Linked DNA regions of Mus musculus: all the other regions are linked to region 2. A link is a contact called in public HiCAR-type and promoter capture Hi-C data. All regions are on one chromosome and are shown on one strand. Each heading gives the region's core, a stretch centred on a gene start, on an enhancer-like site or on the middle of the called end of the contact. The rest is flanking DNA. Distances are from core to core; before and after follow the strand shown. Region 1 holds the start of Ogfod1 (2-oxoglutarate and iron-dependent oxygenase domain containing 1). Region 2 holds the start of Aktip (thymoma viral proto-oncogene 1 interacting protein). Region 3 holds the start of Amfr (autocrine motility factor receptor). Region 4 holds the start of Bbs2 (Bardet-Biedl syndrome 2 (human)). Region 5 holds the start of Adcy7 (adenylate cyclase 7). Region 6 holds the start of Heatr3 (HEAT repeat containing 3). Region 7 holds the start of Tent4b (terminal nucleotidyltransferase 4B).

Region 1 (2,750 bases), core at 110-2,609, 2.9 Mb before region 2:
AATTGAACTCAGGACCTCTGTAAGAACAGTCAGTGCTCTTAAACACTGAACCATCTCTCCAGCCCCACATTTTAGATTCTTAACTCATTCTCTCCAGAGCGAAGTAAAACAAATAATAAGAGTAGCAAAACTGGCTGGCTATTTCTCTTTAATACCACCCTTTCTTTCCCTAAATTTCTGGGTTTAAAAACAAAACAAAACAAAACAAAACAAAAAAAAAAAAAACAGGTGGTTTTTAACCTCTAACTGATTTCACTTCCACTAGATTATGAATAACAACCAATCTTGACCCAGTGGTGCCTTATAAGCATTATTTCATTTATATTCTCTACAACTGAGGAATCGATGATATAGTCACTACGCCTTTGCAACAGACAAAGAAACTGAGAAGTCTCTGGGCAGCCGGAGCCTGCATTTTATGTAATCATCTTCTGCCTGCGTCCTGAGCGCCCAGGGGTTCCCCTGTTTAAACACTCAAATGAAACAGACAATCGGCAAGTCTGAGAAAATTCAAGACGCACCCAGCCAGAGTCACATTGTATAAGGTAATAACTTGTAGCTATGTCTGGAATGATCGTTCCTTTCAAGATTATGTTGGTTTTGTGCGTCACTTAGGCCAACGACAAGGTACGTGAAAACTGGTAAATCCAGGTGCTTGCTTCTCTGGCAGCTTTCAACACCAGCGTGGGTTAGACAGTCCACGTAACAGCGGAGAGTGACCCTCGCTTGCTAGCTATTTACCGGTTCTCAAGGAAACGTTTATGAATGTCTACAAACATTAGTTTGTCAATCCCATCTTTCGGAGGGGGAATACTATTAACGATTCCGTTTTATAAACGAAGAAACTGGCCCTTAAGCAAAGTTATATGCATTGCCCAATGACGTACAATCAGCAGAGGGATTCTGAGTGACCTCTGATTCTAGAATTCAACCCCCAGGCTACATGTCTCCCACTTCCCCATAGTGTCCGGAGCTTATATTTATTTTCCTCCCCAGGCTTGCCAAATCAAGCAGAATATGGAATGAACCGAGCAGCAGTCAGCGCCCGGGTCGGAGGTGGCTGCGATCCTCCCCACACCTCTTGCTGCCGCGCCTCCCTACAGCACCCCATTACCATGGCTGAACGGTGTCCGGCAGCTCCAGGCCTCAGCCACCTGCTTCCTCAGGATTTCTTCAGTGACAGCGTCCGAAAACTCTGCCGATACCTGCTTCTTTCCCTTCTTCATTGGCCGCGCTGGGCCAGGATCCGCCGGCCGCTTCCCGTTCATCTTCTCACGGTGCACAGACCCACGCCAAGGAAGTCAGGACGCTACTTCCCTCCAGAAACTACAGTTCCCGAAAACCCTCTTTCCTTATTTCACCAGCATTACCCAATGGAAAGGCAGTAAAGCACAGGGAGGCGGGATCTCCACAAAAATAACCAATGGGAGATCAACATATTGCGTCACGCCGCCAGCAATTGGTCAAATGGTCGCAGTGGCCTGCCTCCCAACTTCCTGCCTCCGGAGCGTATTCACTTCCGGCGTGTGTTCCGCGCCTCTTGCTCTCGACTGTTAATGGCGGGTGGTGGCTGCTGAGCGGGACGCAGATAACCGCTGCCCGCCCCGCGGACGTCTCCCCGGGCCCCCGCTTTCTGCACGTCCCCGGCGTCGGAGCTGTTCAGCATGTCTGTGGTGCCGCCCAATCGCTCGCAGACGGGCTGGCCCCGGGGGGTCAACCAGTTCGGCAACAAGTACATCCAGCAGACCAAGCCCCTCACCCTGGAGCGCACCATTAATCTGTAAGTGCGGCGCGGCCTCGGCCGTTGATGCTCTCCCAGTGCGCGCTCCTCCCTCACGCCGGATGCGGGTTGTCCCTTCCGGGATGCGCGCTTTCTTTCCTAGACCTGTTTCTCGACCCCGACTTGGCAGTTTTCCTATTTTAAAAGCGAGGTTCGTTTCCCCCTTTCCCTTCATTCAGCCATGGTTAGAACCTGCGTTTGCTTTGAATTCATAATGTGTGTATCCTTTCAATCCGTTGCTGGTTGTTTCATCGCACATGTATTTGTGTTTATTTGAACAATTCTCAGTTTTGTAGGGTGTACATTTCTTTTACAGTAACTTTTCCAGATTAACCTCTGACATCCTAGTTTTTTTTTTTCCCCCTTTAAATGTTGGGTAGTGTTCCATCCAGTGGCCACATTTTATTAATTTTCGCGCTGTTTGGTCTACCTTTTTGCATTTGTATGTCTTGTCTACCAAAGTGCCAACATACAGTATCATTGCAGACTCCCAGTAGACCTAAAATTGCGAGGACACACTCTGTTGTCTGGTTGTACTTTCAGAGGTCGGAGGTACCTTACATGTTGTCCCGACAGCCTGTTTGCAGGCTGTTTTGTTTTCAACAAACCTTTGTCTTAAGCAGATGATTGCATTTCGGGATCACTCAAACAAAATTTTGTTGTGGCAAGAAATTGAGATTGGGATATAGCTTATAATGTTTGGTACCTCATTCCCTAGTGTGGAGCTGATTCTAATGGGAAAAAAGTGTCCAGTTTAGACTGGTTATTTGTTTAAAATGTGCAAGACATTGCTGAGAGTGGGGTTTGTGTAAGTCATTTTAGTGACTCACCTTTCATATTCAAATAAATAAACAAATCTCTCATATTCAAGTAAATAAACCATTCCTCCTAAAACTAAATGTGACATGAAGTTGAAAACTTGTTGAGCTCTTGAGAACTGTTCTCAAGAACAACTACTACTATTGTTTTT
Region 2 (2,779 bases), core at 177-2,676:
AAAAGGGGGTGCAGAGACAGAGGCAGAGACATCTGGGAGAGTGAACATCCCCAGACTGAGCTGCGCCACCTGAGGAGATGTGGAAACAGAGAGCTAGAAGGGGAGCTGCCAACCAAGAGAGGCAGCTTGGTCTAAGAGACTGGCTAAGAGAGTAAGGGGTAAACTGAAAGGAGCAGGTAACCAAAATGGCTGAGTTACATGGGGAAGGGCTTCTAGGGAGAAAGGCAGCATGTTTCCCGGGCGGGGAAAAATTAGAGTAGGGGCCAGACATATCTTGTAACAAGTAGGGACTAAGGGATGCAGGCCACAGTAGAAACAGAGACTGTAGGCTGCAAGTCTGGCCATTTAAGATTTACACAGCCAAATATTGCCAGATTTCTTCCTTCCTTCCTTCCTTCCTTCCTTCCTTCCTTCCTTCCTTCCTTCCTTCCTTCTTTTTTTTTTTTTTTGGGGGGGGGGGTTCAAGACAGGGTTTTTCTGTGTAGCCCTGGCTGTCCTGGAACTCTGTAGACCAGGCTGGCCTAGAACTCGGAAATCTGCCTACCACTGCCTACCAAGTGCTGGGATTAAAGGCGTGCGCGCCACCACTGCCCGGCGCCAGAATTATTTCTTAAGTACATCAGTGTTGTTCGATAATAGTCGTTACAGAGGGTCATCTTGGCCACTGGGCAGAATTATGCTTTTCTCCAGAGAAACGGGGCTTTATGTCAGGCCAGAACTTCAGGATGCTTGTATCCGTTAGAGACACGTTCTTTGATACGCTAATGTGTTTAATGGCTGGTTGTAAATCAGGGTTGTCTTTTTTTTGGTTATGGGAATGGAACCTAATGCACATCAATCCCCGGGAAGAAACATTTACAGAATTCTTTCTAACAAGCCTGATAACTTTGGATTTATTGTAAAGGTAGCACTACCTCAGCTAAATTCTACTCTGTGTCACTTATTGTCTCCTAAGCAAGTTGATTAATAAATCCCATCACTCCCACCAGGGAGCTGCAGACCTCCCTCTCCAGCCAGTGGCTCAGAGTCCAGGCCTGGATACCGGCTGACGCTTGGCGGAGCCAAGAGCTAGCAGCAATCACTGCCGGAGACTGGCTATAGTGGCTGCCGCATAAACCTCTGGGTGGGTATCCATGGTGACTGACACACGCCACGTCCAATGGCGGCCTGGTGCCTGTTTGTTTCTCGTCCCAGCCTCCCCAGGGATTGAAGCTTCTTTGACTGACAGCTCGTCCCTGGGCGCTGTTACGTAAGGGGGAGGTACGAGCGCGGCCCCACCCGAGCGGCGCTAACTTGATTGGCAGGACGGAGCTCCAAGCCCCAACACCTCCCGGAAGTACGTTTTTGATGGACGGCGAGAGAGAGCCATTCGGCATGGGTATCCGAGCGGAAGCGCCCAGTCTAGGGCGTGTCCAGGGCGTGTCCCGCTGAGGGCAGGGCGGGGCGGGGCTCTGCGGGAGAGGAGCGGCAGGGGCCGGGCTGCAGGACAGCCGGAGATGCTGTTGGCCCGCGGTGGCGCTCGGCCCCCAGCGCTCCGCACCGAGGGCATCCAGGTAAGCGTCTCACCTCTGGGCTGGTGGCTACCGAGTCGTCAGGACAGAGGGTTTGTGTCCGCGGCCCGGCGTTCGGTTCCCTGGGGTGCGCTAGGGACCGGGGCGACGGCGGCCGCGCGGGGACACGGGGGCGGGGCCGCACCTGTGCGCTGCAGGCACCTGCTGCACCCGAGGAAGAGGGCGGCAGGGTTGGTGGCGCTCTGCTCCGCTTGGTCTGCCCCTCCTGCGCTGGGTCCCGTCTGTCTGGCGAGGGGCTGACATGAAGCCCCAGGCTCTCGGCCTCGGCTGCAGACTAGCGGGCCCAGCCAGCCTCCAACTCGCTTCCAGGCTAGGGCCGGGCACCAGCCTTACATCACCTCGGGACAGGTTTGTCCAGATTCTCTACGTGCTCCGAAATGGGATTGTGCCCCGGGCCAGGGTGCCCGGCCCAGCTAGCTGCCCAGCCAGCCGGGCTGTCGGAGGCCCGGGCTGTTTACTTTTCCTCGGTCCTGTCTGGTGGCCTCTTAATGTGGAATTTCGTAAACCCTTTTTGGGGTGATAACATTAGTTAGCTCTGTGTCACAGAAGAACGATGGTAGCTAGGTCTCATTGGCCCTCTGCGGTATACTCACTGTCGCATAGGTGAAGATGCAGACTTCGCTCAGCTGTGTAAATGCATGCAATCATTTTTTTTTTTTAAGAGTCAGAGGAGCAGGAAGTCTGGTGGTATTTTCTGCGAATAAGGATGGAACCTGTTTTCCTTACATCTGTCATTACTATTGGACGATGTCATGCTATGCTTATGGTAGATTGCTCATCTAGCAAACTGTAGTTTCTGAAAAGTTGGCTACGGTTCCTTGTGCTTATGTTGCTATTGGAACCACTGAGTTAAAAATATGGCTGCGCTGGACGGTACATGGTACCTTTTGGAGGAACTGAGGGCCATGTACTGAATTTTTAAAGGCAGAAGACATGAAAGGTGCCCAGTGCCAGTACATTTACAAATAGGAAATGCCACGCCTCTCAAGAGGTGAAGAAAAACCTTGAGAAAACATGTGTGTCTAGGCAGTGGGTTACTAGTCCTTAAGGAAAATATATAGTTTTCATTTGAGCCAAACAGGAACATAACCCTCCTTGAATTTTTGATGCACTATGGTGTCAGCCACCTTTAAAAGCAGGTTTGCAAAGCCCTACCTGGCTGCAAGTCAGCAAGTTAGTGGGAGAAGTGGGATCCCTGTCCTCTGGTT
Region 3 (2,700 bases), core at 118-2,617, 2.9 Mb before region 2:
ACAGATATGGAAGTCCGAGGACAACTTGGGGGAGTTATGAGAATCAAACTCCAGTTTGTAGCAAATGGTTCATCTCACAAGCCATGTTGCAAATGACTGGGAACGAACCAAAGGGAACTATATTGTACAAAGACTCATGATGAGATGTTTTTAAGAATTATAACAGTGGTTAATTTTCAGATTTAAAAGATCTATAGAAATATTTGGCATGAAAAAATACTACAAAGACAATTTCTCCACATTAGAAAATTTGGAAAATTCAAAGCTGTTTACAGAGCTACATTCTGGGATAGGCACTAACACATGGCTCGGGGATATAATAATTAAAAACTGTACCCTATGTTATCTTATGTAATTCACATAGATATAACCTGCTGTTTATAGTGTACAATTCAGTGACTTTGAGTGTATTCATAGTTGTATAACAGCAACTTTAGAAATTCTCACTTCAGGAAACTAGTACCCCAACCTGTCACTTCTTTAGCTGTCACCTCCAGTTCTTTCAAACTCCCCTTCTACTCTACATTGCATGCATTTGTCTTATCAGCGTGGTCACACAGAATTTAGATATCTGTGTGTGGCTTGATTCAGACATCGTCAACATTCTCTGATATTGTAGCATTATCTGTACTTTATTTTCAAACGCTATAATTCGAGGTTTGCCTCTCTGGTTTTTAGGAGTAGTGCTACTGTCAGCCTCAATGTAGGGACTTTGTGTGGGTGTCTGTTTTCATTTCTCTTGGATGTTTACTTAACAAGCAGTGTAACTGCCAGGACGAAGGTCACCCTTTGGTTTACCTTTTAGGAACAGGTATTTTCCAAGAAACTAAGCAGCATTTGACATTCTTACTTGTAGCTAAGAGGGAACAGATTTTTATTTCTGGTTAAATTGGTTCCTCCGTTTTAAAAATATTCTATCTCAAGGCTTCTCTTATTTCCTAAGCATCATGTCGCTTCTTTAGGACACCAAGGAAGCCTCTAGTCTACAGGGTGGTGGGATGGCGGGTTTACCAGCTTTGGCGGGGAGGAACAAGCGACAAGTGGCCAGGGGCAGGGGTCCCGCACCCTCACCCTGCCGCCTGACCACGCACACAGGCCTGCCGTCATTGCCTACGGGCCAGGCTCACCCCAGAGCCCGGCTCGGGTGCGCTCGTGGCTTCAGTGGGCCCAGGGTCGCCAAGGATGCTGCAGGGGGCCGGGACGCGGGGCCCCAGGCCGGGTCCTGTGCTCTCGGGGTTGCAGAGCGCCGGCTGTGGGCGGGGGACGAAGGCCGCGCCCCCGCGCCCGTCCCGCCCGCGTCCCGCTAGGGGCGGCGGCCCGCCCCGAGTCCGCCGAGGCTCTTCCGCGCCGGCAGGGGCAGCAGCGGGAGCGGCGCGGGGCGGAGCGGCGCGAGCAGCTAGGAGCGGCCCGGCTCGGCCCGGCGCAGCGGCGGCGGCAGCGGCAGCGGCAGCGACGCCAGAGCCCGTGGGCGCCTTTCGCAAGGCCGCCGCAGGCGCCTGGCCGCAGCGCGGGAAGCCTCGGGGGCCGGAGCCCGTCGCTGCCGCCATGCCGCTGCTCTTCCTCGAGCGCTTCCCGTGGCCCAGCCTCCGCACCTACACGGGCCTCAGCGGCCTGGCCTTGCTGGGCACCATCGTCAGCGCCTACCGCGCCCTCAGTCAGCCGGAGGACGGCTCGGGTGAGCCGGAGCCGCTAACGGCCCCACTGCAGCCCGAGGCGCGCCTGACCGCCGGCGGCCCCCGGGCCCGCGACGTGGCCCAGTACCTGCTGTCGGACAGCCTGTTCGTGTGGGTGAGCGAGGCTGCGGGCCGGGCGCGGGGGCGGGCGGCCGGGCGGGAGCCGCCATGTCACCCATTATCCGCAGGGGGGCGTGGCCGGGCCCTGACCCCGGCCTCCTCGGCCCGGGGACCGCGGCCCTCGCGTGGGGCTCGAGGCCCAGCGGCGCTGCGAGCGTGGCGGGCCGCGGAGAGAAGGTGTCGGGATGCCGGGGAGAACAGTCGAGGCAAGGGCGGTCGGACCCGCGGGCTCCAGGGCGGCGGGGTGCGGCGACCCGAGGCTGTGAGAAGCCGCGACACGTCCGGTTTAGCTCGGCGTTGTTGGGGGCGGCTCGCCGACGAAGAGAAGGCCGAAGTTAGGGGGACATTTTACTCTTCGCCAGACAACTTCGAAATGGTGCTATTTGTCAATGCGTTAGTCCCGATGGGCGCTATTTAACGAAGCAAACAGACCAGCTACGTCCTTTTATCTCACCCCCAACCACCCCCCGCGATGGTTTGTGACTGTTCCCTTTTTGACAGAAAGCAGCAAAACACTTTCGGGTCGGTGTGGCAGCCCCTCCTTTGAACGCGATTCCTCCGTTTAGCGATCCATTTTGAAACAAGGGTTCTAGTTTGTCTGCCGGTGCGAGATAAGCAATGTCCACATGCCACAAGTACTGGCTTCGTTTGTTACATCATTTTAGGCTGGGCAGATCTGAGAAAATTTTGCTCTCACCTTGCACTTGAGTGCCTCTTCTATGAACCCTCAGAAATAGGAAAAGTTGCTCCCGGATTTAAAAAATTGTCACTTGGATTTCCTGTGGCTTGGTGGGGATCGTATCTCCCCACACGGCGCCTAGAGAAGGCTGTAAATGACTGAGGGGTTAATGTTATAAGTTTGTAGAACTATAATGCAACTCATTTGTTGTAATTATTCCCACTGTGC
Region 4 (2,834 bases), core at 260-2,759, 3.0 Mb before region 2:
CCTGAGATTTTGGTCACCAAGATGGCTCAGCAGGTTAAAAACAACATGGCTGATGACATGAGTTTGGTCCCTAGAACACATGGTATTGTTTTACACACACACACACACACACACACACACACACACCATATACCATACATAATTAATGTAATGTAATATGCTATACTATAATATAAGCATAACGGGGAGGGGCTGGGAAGGAGTTTAAAAGAGAGGATAGGTGCTAAGGGATAGAATAATACATAGCCAAAAGCTTGGATGTGGGTTTCAAGAGGGAACGACTCACTTAGTATCTTATCAGCTACATAGACTGCTTAGTAGCTCTAGTTATATCTCAATGGGCTGTTAGGAATTCCACCCCACTCCCATCTTCTTTCTCTCTTTTGTTTTACTTTGAAAATTAGCTTACAAAGTAGCAGGTCTTTTATGACATTTTCATGCATACTATGGCTGGCTGATCCTTCTCACCTGCTAGTTCCTTTCTTCTACTCCCCCCCCCCCCCCCCCCCCCCCCCCCCCCCCCGCACATTTACTCTTCTTTCTTTCCCTTCTTTTTGATGAATACGTTTATAAGGTGACTTCACCGGTGCTTTGAGTAGAGTTTGCAATTTGCTAAGATGAACCGACTTGTCACAAGGATGTAAAGAGTTAAGTCACATCATTTATTTAAGTAGGGTTTCTTGTGAGGTCCCTAGCAAATTACAGATTTACAGCTGGCAAAGGAGAAAGGCCATGTCCGTTTAGTACTTAAGCAGGATTCAGTGCTTTTTCAACATTCTTAGTTGAAAGTCTTTTCATATAAAGGGCATGTTGTCTCTAGCTGAGCAACTTTGTACAAATGCTAATTGTCCTGAAAATCTTGACTCAGCTGGTGGAGCGCCTTAACTGGACTTGGGAGAGAAGTACTCTTTCCCTTCCCATGTCCCTCAACTTTGCATCGTTCTCTACTGCTTTATATTTACCACCTAAACTATTTAAATAAACTATACTCTTTACTTTTATCTTGAGGGGATTATTATTTTCGGGTTACTATTGACGTTTGCCTGGGCATAACAGCTAAAGCAAGGGATACACTAAGCACTTTAACGTTAGTTTTGTTTTGTTTTTTTAATCGTGCGTGTGCATGTCCTTGGAGCTGGTTTTCTGCTTCCAACTCGGGTCATCAGGGTTGGTATCAAGTGTCTTCACCCACTTAACTATCCGCCCCGTAAAGCCTTAGTTCTTGAACGAATGAAAGGGTGACATAGTGTGTGGCGTGTACGGGGTGCAGCTTGGCTGACACGCTACAGAGAATCCTGGGGAGGTACTGGCTTAGACACCGCCATCCCAGACGCCAAGGTAAGGCTTCATCTAACACTAATTTACAGCCGCAGTCCGAGGACAGACAAAGAACGCAGGCCAACCAGGCACGACGCCACTGCGCAGTCGCAGGAGCTAGTTGGGACTTGCGTAGCTCTGCCGCTGGGAGGGTCCGCGCAGGCGTAGAGAGAGTTGGCGACACCGATCGCGCTCTAGTCTGCGCTTCCGGCGCCGGGCCTGTGGCGTTCCGCAGTCCTGCGTGTATTTACCTCCTACTCCTCATCCGCTGCTAGGCAACCGGCCGGCCAAGCTGCTTGCCTTGCGCCTGCGTCGGGCATCTGTCTTCCGCCCCTAGCTGGCGCCATCATGCTGCTGCCTGTGTTCACTCTGAAACTGCGCCACAAAATCAGCCCCCGCATGGTGGCCATAGGGCGCTACGACGGGACTCACCCGTGCTTGGCTGCCGCCACCCAAGCGGGCAAGGTAACCGCTCCCACCCGGACTCCTGCCTCCTCCAGATCCCGCCCCTCACGCTGCCCCGCCCCCTGCCCGCATTGCCTGGCAACCGGTCGCCGCTGTCCTTGGCTCCAGTCCCATCAAAGTGGGATTTCAAAGAACAGCTTTGTAGCAGTGACGTTTTTTATCACCAGGTTCTCAGTGTTGAACAGTATTGAGGACAGATCAGGAACCTAGGGAAAAGAAGTCTCAAGAAAAAGGAGCGCTTGTCCAGGAGTAGCAGCGATTGCTGACTCCAGATTCATGCCCAGGGCCTCTGCTTGCCTCCAGGATTCTCTTCCATATTTGCCTCTTTACAGTGGAGGAAGCGGGTGGGGTGGGGACAACAACCCAATGTTAAATTCAGATTGTAGTTTTGGTCCTTGATCACGTACATTCAGATCTTATCCCCATAACCTAAGTGTTCATTAAATGGTTATTATGAGCCACATACTGAGAAAGGGGTGTCAGGGTCACAGATAAAAAAAAAATTCAGATTTAGACCCAGTTTGCAAACAAAAGAAATTGTGAAAGTGAGATTGAATTCTTGTTGTTAGACTCAGCAGGTATGCCAGGTACACAATTGCATTTGTGTAAGGAGTTTTCAAGACACTGCCATGTGTGTTGTATGTTACCTTATATGCTACTTCTAGGGTTCCGTAGCAGGAACATAAGGATTCGTTTAAATGGGTTATGATTTCATAAACTGGTATGGTGAAGTAAAATGCTGAACATTCGTCTTGGTATGTGATGCTACTAGTTAAGAGGCGCTACCAGTCCTGAGGTAGTGCTACACATTTGTTATTTTATCTGTTCAAGAGATTGGGATCATAAGTTCAAAGCTAGCCTGGGCAACATAGGAAGACCCTGTCTCAAAATTAAAATTTTAGAAGAAGGGAGTTCTTTGTCCAATTGTCACTTGGATAAAGGCATGCACTGCTAAGTTTGATGACCTGAGTTCTGTCCTAGGGACACACAACATGGAGAGAGATCTGACTCTTGTAAGTTGTTGTCATCTGACCTTCACATGTGCTATAGAG
Region 5 (2,739 bases), core at 141-2,640, 2.8 Mb after region 2:
TCTCCTCTCCCGTTTAAAGCCCCTATAATACATATGAACAAGTCAGCATTCAACAGCTGTGGGCCTCAACCCTCCTAACACTGCGACCCTTTAATACATACAGCTCCTCATGTCATGGTGACCCCCCAACCATAAAATTATTTTTACTGCTACTTCATAACTGTAATTCTGCTGCTGCTATGAATCATAATGTAAATATTTTTAGAGGTAGAGGCTTGCCAAAAAGGTTGTGACCCACAGGTTGAGAACCTCTGACTTACAGGAGACCCGCTACTGGTTAAGGGGCCTCTCTCTGCACTGCAATAATGAACTTCCTTTAGGAAATGCTAGCTTTGGAGTCTCCCAGACCCAGCTTAGAACTCCTCCCCCAGGAAGTCTCCCCAAGCCATGGTGACACCTCCCCCTTTCTGGCAGTCAGGGGCCCCACTACCAGGGTGGAGAGACCTAACAGGGACCAACCTGACTTTGCCCTCTTGGATGGTGGGAAGAGATGAGGTCAAGGCCCTGTGGCTCTCGTGGGCTCCACAGCTGTCTCCTGGGAGCTTCCAGGTAGAGACATCTTCTTCCCTGGGGAAAGGAGGCAAGAAGATAACTCCTAGTGCCAGAGTGTGACCATGTGCCTCAGTTTCCAGGCCACACTGGGCAGAGAACAAAATTCAAAAAACAGTTCAGCTCCACCTCCCTCTGCATAGCTCCAACGGCCCAGGCATTTCCTCGCCCTCTCCTGGCCTGGTCACTCCAGGGTTCCTGAGCTGTCCTGCTTTTCCAGCAAAGGACTGATAGGTAGAAGTGAGCAGCCTGCCCCACCAGAACCCAGTAGGCCACCTAGGGAGTCCAGCAAGGCCTCTGTCCCAACAGCAAGCTTGAGGCTACTACCCACCTCAGAAGTCTCAACAGCCCACACAGCAAGCACTCGCTGTAGAAAGGCCTCCCTAGCCCAAGGTCCTGAAGGACTCTCTTCCCAGGCTTCCTGAGAGCCCTATAAGGTCAATAGGACCTGTCTGTAACGGGGGAGGGACAGGCCTGAGAGGGAAAAGCCTTCAGGGAAAGCAACCCCTGTGTCACCTAAACCACTGTCTCACCTCCAAAGTTAGACCGGCCCTGGACTCAGAGGCCCTTTCCATAGCTATGTGAAGCATGGGTACCCTCCTTTGGTCTCCCCAAACTTCAGCCTTCCAGAGCTTAGGCTGTAGACTGGACACTAGAGGTTCACACATGGAGCCTTTGTCCCAGCAGGCCCTGCTCCTTAAACCCTGGCCTCCCTTGAGGACAATTTTCCAGGGACCCTTGTACCTGGCCAGAACACCAAGAACCCCAAACCCCTCGCTTACCCCAGCCCAAAACTCTCTCGGCAACTTCTTGGGTCTTCCTGGTGGCTGTGGGTTTTGACTGATTTTGCTTCCCCAAATAAGCCCCGCCCTTTCATCATTGAGTCTGAGTGGCCTGAAAATGCTGCCCATCACCCACCTCATAGCACATCCACTTAGCCAACTCCTCCAGGAAGACCACTTGGTCCCTCCCACCTGGCTTCCCCAGGGCTGCCCTAGCCTGTTACTGCGGGGGTGTAAGGTACCTCCTCACAGGCTGAGCACTGCTCAGCATCTTGCAGGGCAGGCGTGCAGATCCTATGCCACATTGCAATAGAGCCAGCACCCAGTGGGCAGTGTAGGCAGGCCCAAGTGTGGAGGATCCCATCTGACCTCCATAAAGCCACCCTCTAAGTCTACAAGTGCTAAAAGAACGAAGGGATCCACCGCAGCCCCATCACCAGTTCCTCTCTGGACTCCTGCCTTACACCAGGGTAAGGTGCTGAAGCCACAAGAAGCAAAATAACACAGGGTTCCTGTGCAACACATGTGGGGACAGGGGACCCACGTGACCAACTACTAAATGAGGAAAGGAAATGGGAGGGTGGACAAGGTGCCGCCTGTGCTCACAATGGAAAAACAGGAGAGCCTAGAGGTTCAGAGTGCAAGTTCTGAGCTCAGACACCTGGAAGGTGCTGTGTGGCCTAGCCACATTTAGTAACCTCTCTGGGCTTCAGCCTCCAGATACAAAGAATGAACTGGTAGTGGTACCTAACTATTAGGGGCTTCATACAAAAGGCAGCATACCATCAGCAGCACCATGACCTCGAAGGGTCATGCTAGCCTACTCTAAGCATGAGGTTTGCAGCCTAAGCAACCTTGACATACAAGGACCAGAAAGCTCTTCCCAGAGGTATCCATCTTCCTGCCTGCCCACCCCTGCCCACCACCAAGCAGTTCTTCCCCCTGACTCCCCTGGCAGGGAAAGGGATGCAGCCGTGCCCCATTCTGCCCCCCAGAGCCCCTTGGTATCCCCATGCATCTCCCTGGGGCATTTGGTATTTCAAAAGAGGCTGCCTCCCATTAGTTGGGGCCCCATGAGAGCATCACCTCCAGCCTCCTTCCCAGCCAGATGGGGTCCTGGAGATAGGTGTGGGGAGCAGGGGCGGGCTGCCTGTCCCAGCCTCCTGTGATTGATAGCAGGGCCGGCCAGCCTGCCATGGAAATGAACAGACTGAAGCCCAAAGGACAAGGTGACATTCTTAGAAAATGGTGGTACCCAAGTGGGGGCTCCCCTTTTCTGAGGAGAAGGGGAGGGGGACAATGGGGGGGTACTTGTAAGGGTGGGATTGGATCTAGAGGATGTGGGCTGTGATCAGGATGTAAAGTGAATTAAATAATAAATAAATAAATAAATAAATAAATAAATAAA
Region 6 (2,767 bases), core at 178-2,677, 3.0 Mb after region 2:
CTAGTTGTATTTATACATATAGTAATTATTTGGTTAATAATAATCAATATATTCTTAACACTAATCTTACTCAATAGACTTAAGATTTGTTTATTTATCTGGTTGGTTGGTTGATTTTTTCAAGACAGGGCTTCTATGTGTAACAGCCCTGGCTGTCCTGGAACTCACTAAGTAGTTCAAGGTGGCCTTGAACTGGCCTCGTCCAGTGGCTGGCACACAGGTGCTCCATCCAATATTTATTAGACTGAAACAATACACACAGGCAAATCTGTAAGAGCACAAATACTAACTTTCTGTCCTCTCTACAGTTCATTAGAGTGGCTTTTGCTTTTTGGCCTTTTTGAGATAGGATTTCTCTGGGTGACCCTGGATGTCCTGGAACTCACTCTGTAGACCAGGCTGGCCTCAAACTCAGAGATCTGCCTGCCTCTGCCTCCCTAGTGCGGGAATTAAAGGTCTGTGCCACCATGCTAGAAGGTCTAAATTTTACTGAAATTCAGCCCAGTCTTTTTGACAGTTTCCAGACACCCTCTCAGTGGAGCGCCTGCAAAGAGATCTTACATGCTGAAATGTCAGCTGTACTTGGAGCCCAGACTGAAAGACTATCCTATCAGGGACTCTATGGTGGGTTTTGAGATGGGGTAAATGTGCATGAGGTTTGATGGTTGGTGAAGCGCCAGGTGGATACAACAAAAAGTGTGTGAGCCCCGGGGTCCTTCGGTGCATGAATTCACATCTCCATCCACTGCAAACCTGAGCTAACTGGCATGTTATTATTCCCCCAGAAGTAGAGAATGCATCGGGCGAGGGTGTCCCAGGTTTGTTTGCTCGCAGGGACACTGCCTCGGGCCCTCTCGGGCTCACCTCAGAGCTCCGGCCGCCGTCTCCCTTACCGCCAGACTCGAGTCCAGCAGCAGCGGCCCGAGCCGGCGCACAGCATCCCGACGGGCTAAGTCTGGTAGTGCGGGCCGCTGCTGCACTAGCCGGGCCAGTCCCGCGCAGGCGCACTCGCGGACCTCGGCGCTCGGGTGCTGGAGCTGCGGGAACCGAGACGTCAGAGTCGCGTAGTGAGCACGCGCGCTGCAGCACCTCGCTCCCGGGCCCCCGGGCCCCCGGCCGCCCGCCGCCCGAGCCTGGCCATGCCCTCGTCCCACCTTCTCCAGAAGCTCCGCCGCGGGCCCATCGTCCTCCTCGTCCCCAGTCCCGTTCGACGCGGCCGCCGCCTCGGCCTGACAGCTCTCGATAGGGGAGAACTGAGGTCGCTTGAAGCGCTTCGTCCGACTCTTACCCATGGCGACGGAGGCTGCAGTGACAGACCAGAAGAGGACGACTGCAGCAGCCGTCGTTGGGGCCCACCGGGCCCGTGGCGACTTCCAGGCTCGACGTTACTTGGCGTCTCCCCTCAGCGGGTCCAATGTGACGGCCTGAGCACACATGGAAAAGCAGCACGCCTGCGCAGAGGGCGGGAGCAGGGACTGCGCGTGCGTGTAATGTGATGTGGGCGGGGCCATCCCTGACAATGGGTGGAGCCCTGGATGTCCCTGGGAATGTTAACACACCCATCTCATTTCCATCGTACAAACGTAAGGCTTCTACAGAAATTCAACTGTACGAAAGGCAAGTTCAGCCAGCAAGATGGTGGTGGATCTTGACTTTAATCTCAGTACTTTCTTTACCATTCTTAGGAGCCATTCCTCAGCCACCCATAGGTAATAGTTTTAGAAGAAGCCTAGTGACTTTCAGCCAGTCATTTCATTGTGCTAGGGACTGAGACAACATAAAAAAGTTTCTCATAAAATATTTGTCTAATAATTTTTTTTAAAATGTGTGGTATATGTGTAGGCACACGTGCTGCCTCATTCGGGTGGAGATCAGAGGACTCCTCTGAGGAATTGGTTCTTTCCATCAACAACAGTTCCAGGAATCAAACTCTGATTTTTCAGGTTTGCATGGCAAATGCCTTTATTTGCCGAATCATTTCATCCTTTTTTTTTAAAGGTTACTATTTTTTTTCAAACATCTGTTTGAAATATAGCCTTCCTAAAAGAGACTCTTAAGTATATTTTCTAAAAACTTTTGGTGGAGTCCTGTAGTTGTTTATTTATTATATGTAAGTACACTGTAGCTGTGTTCAGATACTCCAGAAGTAGGCATCAGATTTCGTGACGGATGGTTGTGAGCCACCATGTGGTTGCTGGGATTTGAACTCAGGACCTTTGGAAGAGCAGTCGGCACTCTTAACTGCTGAGCCATCTCACCAGCCTGTAGCTGTAAAAGCCACTTCAGAGTTTGACATCATGGCATTCTGCTTCATGCTACCAGCACGTCCTCTATAAACCAGGGAGCCTCCTCTGTCTTCCTGGAGCTCTCCTGAACTAGTCTTAGGCCTGGGCAAAGGATAGCTTAAGTTTAGCGTTCCTTGAACTGATCATTTGGCTATCACCTGGGGCATATTCTCAGATCTACTTAAAATTCCTTCTGTTATAGGTAGGGATGTATTCTGGAAATGGGAGATATTTAAAAATGCCCCACTTATGGGGCCTGGTTTAGTGTCCTCATTCTCCTGCTGTCCCAGCAGACACATCACCATGGGCCCTTCATGTATTTTGTGTGGCAGTTATCTCTGAATTGTCCCTGTCATCAAATGTGTGCAGGAATGAGCCTCAGCAAACGAGTGATTGCCTAGCAAGTGCCAGGCCCTGAGTTCCAGTGCCAGAGTTTCCAAAGTGTGCAAACAGAAAAGCTATCCCTATATGCTGTCCCTGCT
Region 7 (2,701 bases), core at 131-2,630, 2.9 Mb after region 2:
ACCTCTGCCACAGTGACAACCTCACAGTGAGAAGCTGCCGACCATGAACTCCTGCAAAGTTCTGTCAGGGCTCAGAAAAGCTCACCATCTATGACAACTTCAAGCTAGCTGTCACTCAGTGCTTTCTGCTCACGACAGACATGGCAAACACTGGCTTTTTTTTTTTTTTTCCTTAAGTAAATATAAAAGATGGGCCAAAGGATCAAGAGCAGGCAGTGTCTTTCAGGGCTGAGGAGATTTTCGTCGTGGACTGGGGGAGGGGAAGGAGCATTCTGGATGTTTCTATTCTTGGCAAGAAGAGCACCTCCTGGTCCTAACATCTAAAGACGCTAAGGCAGAAACGTTCTCAGGAAGTTAACTAGCCCGATGCTAAGGGGCTTCATCTTGGGGTGTGGTGGTGGGGAGCAAGGTGTGGAGGACAGAAAGGGATCAGAGGGCAGGCTGAATTCTAGAGCATAGAAAGATCCAGGAGAAGGACAAGCAAGAATGCATCGGGAAGGTGTGGACAGTTAGGAGAGGAGGAAGGTAGAGATGACTACGAAAAGGAGAGGATAGCTCCACTTTTTCCAAAGGAATTCCAAAGAAAGGTCCACCGAGACTGGTCAAGCTATGAAGGAATGAATGGCCACCGATGCTCTGGAGGCCCCACTGGGGCTCCCCATCCCCCACCCATCATCCCCCCCTCCCGCCTGTGGGCGTGTTCCCCGCTGTGCGGGTGTGCCGACCCTCCAAGACGCAGGCCACGACGCCAGCACTCACCCCACGACTCCCTGGTTGTAGTTCCGTCGCTTCCACGGGGTCCCGCTGTACACGCCCCCGCCGCCGTCCGCCCGTCCGCCTCCGGCCGCGCGCCCTCCGCTGGGCTGCAGCAGGCTGTAGTTGAGTCCGTAGGTGCTGGCCTTGTTGTCACGTTTCCTCTTGTTGCTGCTGCCCGAGGCCGGGTCGGTAGACTCGGAGGCGGGGAGTGCGGCCGCCGGTCGCGGGGACGAGGGAGCCGATGGGACCGGCGACGCCGAGGGGCCCGCCGATGCCCGCCGTGCCCAGGCCGCCGGCTGGTGGTGATTGTTGTTGTTGTTGGTCGTCTCCAGGGGCAGGAAGTCCCGCTGCTCCGCGGGCACGGCGAGGCCGCCCAGTGGGCGCTCCCCCGAGCGGAACATGCCGGCCGGGGCCGGGGCCGTGCCGCCGGGGCTGCCGGGGCCGCTGCCGCTCCCGCCGCTCGCGCTGCTCGCGCCGCTGCTGTGACAGTGGTGGTTGAAGTAGAGGTTCCTCAGCCCCTGGGTCGTCTCCCAGATCTGCATCCACAGACTATTGGACGGTCCGAGCTGCTCTGGCTGGAACCAGGCGATCCTCGGATCCATCAAACGGCGGCGGCCGCTGCCCCCGCCCCTCCCGGCCGCCCGCAGGGCCGCCGCCGCCGCCGCTGCCTCAGGCGCACGCCCGCCCTCGGCCGCCGCCGCCGCTGCCACCCGGGTTCCGCCACGGGCGGCGCGGTAGCGCAGGGAGCCTGGCCGGCGCCGGCGGCGTCGCTCCCGCCCTCGGGGCTCGCAGGCCCTCCCCCCTCCCTCCGCCCCTCCGCCGAGCCCCTGTCACCGGGGTTCCCGTGCAAATGGCGGCGGCGGATCCCGAGAAGGGCGAGCGGCGGCGGCGGTGGTGGCGGCGGCGGCAGCAGCAGCGGCGGCGGCGGCGGCAGCGGCGGCGGCAGCGGGACGCGCCTGCTCCGTAGCGTCCGTGCTGCTCGGCCCCGGGGCGGGGCCTCCGCCGGCTCCGCCCCTCGCTCCGCTCCGCCTGCCCCGCCGCCGCGCTCGCCCCGCCCCGTCCCTGCTGCCAGCCGTCCGCGGGTTCCCCGAGGCCGCACCGCGCGTCACAGAGGCCGCGGCAGGCTGCAGGCAGCGGGGCCGCAACCGCCTGGTCAACCGTCCCGCGCTAGCTTAGCTGGGGTCGCACGTACCTGGGCCTCCGGGCACCTCGGACGCGCGCGCCGCCGCAGGACTCTGTTGCCGCTCAAGCGCCGCCGAGGCACACGAGGCGGCTGCCGACTCCGCGGAAAGTGACTGGTTTGCGCCGCCCACCCCGCTCCGGACCGCCGGCTCCGCCCCTCGGTCCCGGCGCGGCCCCGGGGCTCCTGGCCGCGCGCCGCGCGAGCACGAGAAGGGCGGGCTTCCGCTCAAGGGCCGGGTTAGCACGCGGCTGCACGCGCATCTCGGTTCCGGAGCGGTCTCAGCGGCCTCTGGGTCGCGAGTGCTGGCACCGCTGCCCGGCTGGAGGGCCACACAGCGCGGCTGTTCCAAGGTGCACTTACGAGCTCAAAGCCCCTCAACTTTCATAACTAAGAATACTCGAAGCCTTTTAAACCTAAAATCACACTACCGTTGCGGTTAATGATCGTTTTTCATAGAATGCCCATTTGTGTAGCTTTCTTCTGGCGCGAAAAATAACCAAAAAGGGGGCAGGGGGTGGTTGTCAGTAATTAACATTATCCAGAAGACTAGAACACTTACTGTGCGCATGCTTCAAGCTCGCTGCAAATTCCAGAACCGAGTCCCTGACTGACACTTGAGTTTTGGCTCTGTGCCCAGTTCAATATCCTGGAAAGTTTGGGGTGGTGGTGATTGGTTTTGTTTATTTACTTATTTTGCAAAGGATTAAAAATCTGTTTGTCACAGAATGAATCATTGCTCTACGTTTTTTCTTAGGGGGAAAA

What was found. Promoter capture Hi-C pulls out the DNA fragments that hold promoters and counts their contacts. HiCAR-type assays count read pairs that join an accessible place to other places. Capture Hi-C pulls out chosen DNA fragments and counts their contacts.
Region 1: a contact with region 2 is called in a HiCAR-type map of astrocytes, with 9 times the contacts expected there. The contact joins the promoter of Ogfod1 here to the promoter of Aktip in region 2. A contact is called at or near these places in 3 of 39 promoter capture datasets (hippocampal neurons, liver and pre-B cells), 1 of 115 datasets of contacts at active chromatin or transcription factors (astrocytes) and 1 of 9 other capture datasets (liver).
Region 3: a contact with region 2 is called in a promoter capture Hi-C map of pre-B cells, with 2.8 times the contacts expected there. The contact joins the promoter of Amfr here to the promoter of Aktip in region 2. A contact is called at or near these places in 3 of 39 promoter capture datasets (the C10 cell line, hippocampal neurons and pre-B cells).
Region 4: a promoter capture Hi-C map of pre-B cells shows a contact between it and region 2, with 5 times the contacts expected there. The contact joins the promoter of Bbs2 here to the promoter of Aktip in region 2. A contact is called at or near these places in 5 of 39 promoter capture datasets (the 3T3-L1 cell line, the C10 cell line, hippocampal neurons and 2 more) and 1 of 115 datasets of contacts at active chromatin or transcription factors (astrocytes).
Region 5: a contact with region 2 is called in a promoter capture Hi-C map of liver, with 3 times the contacts expected there. The contact joins the promoter of Adcy7 here to the promoter of Aktip in region 2. A contact is called at or near these places in 4 of 39 promoter capture datasets (hippocampal neurons, liver and pre-B cells) and 1 of 9 other capture datasets (liver).
Region 6: a contact with region 2 is called in a promoter capture Hi-C map of liver, with 2.7 times the contacts expected there. The contact joins the promoter of Heatr3 here to the promoter of Aktip in region 2. A contact is called at or near these places in 2 of 39 promoter capture datasets (embryonic stem cells and pre-B cells), 1 of 115 datasets of contacts at active chromatin or transcription factors (astrocytes) and 1 of 9 other capture datasets (liver).
Region 7: a promoter capture Hi-C map of pre-B cells shows a contact between it and region 2, with 4 times the contacts expected there. The contact joins the promoter of Tent4b here to the promoter of Aktip in region 2. A contact is called at or near these places in 3 of 39 promoter capture datasets (hippocampal neurons, liver and pre-B cells), 1 of 115 datasets of contacts at active chromatin or transcription factors (astrocytes) and 1 of 9 other capture datasets (liver).

The regions. Positions count from the first base shown.
Region 1 is chr8:94,035,807-94,038,556 of GRCm38.p6, reverse strand. Ogfod1 (2-oxoglutarate and iron-dependent oxygenase domain containing 1) reads right to left here and starts at 1,359. Exons shown (of 13, transcript NM_177767.4): 1 at 1,115-1,359. The coding sequence starts at 1,268. Nudt21 (nudix (nucleoside diphosphate linked moiety X)-type motif 21) reads left to right here and starts at 1,518. Exons shown (of 7, transcript NM_026623.3): 1 at 1,518-1,780. The coding sequence starts at 1,665.
Region 2 is chr8:91,132,674-91,135,452 of GRCm38.p6, reverse strand. It overlaps Aktip (thymoma viral proto-oncogene 1 interacting protein), which reads left to right and starts at 1,426. Exons shown (of 10, transcript NM_001302266.1): 1 at 1,426-1,553.
Region 3 is chr8:94,011,307-94,014,006 of GRCm38.p6, reverse strand. Amfr (autocrine motility factor receptor) reads left to right here and starts at 1,367. Exons shown (of 14, transcript NM_011787.2): 1 at 1,367-1,788. The coding sequence starts at 1,546.
Region 4 is chr8:94,097,184-94,100,017 of GRCm38.p6, reverse strand. Bbs2 (Bardet-Biedl syndrome 2 (human)) reads left to right here and starts at 1,509. Exons shown (of 17, transcript NM_026116.3): 1 at 1,509-1,782. The coding sequence starts at 1,666. Gm39226 (a long non-coding RNA gene) reads right to left here and starts at 476. Exons shown (of 2, transcript XR_879106.1): 1 at 1-476.
Region 5 is chr8:88,292,855-88,295,593 of GRCm38.p6, reverse strand. Adcy7 (adenylate cyclase 7) reads right to left here and starts at 1,390. Exons shown (of 28, transcript NM_001037724.4): 1 at 1,332-1,390; 2 at 460-567; 3 at 1-22.
Region 6 is chr8:88,136,545-88,139,311 of GRCm38.p6, reverse strand. It overlaps Heatr3 (HEAT repeat containing 3), which reads right to left and starts at 1,427. Exons shown (of 15, transcript NM_172757.3): 1 at 1,155-1,427; 2 at 865-1,037. The coding sequence starts at 1,292. It overlaps Mir7071 (microRNA 7071), which reads right to left and starts at 1,106; the gene lies at 1,038-1,106.
Region 7 is chr8:88,198,561-88,201,261 of GRCm38.p6, reverse strand. Tent4b (terminal nucleotidyltransferase 4B) reads right to left here and starts at 1,380. Exons shown (of 12, transcript NM_001372333.1): 1 at 760-1,380. The coding sequence starts at 1,358.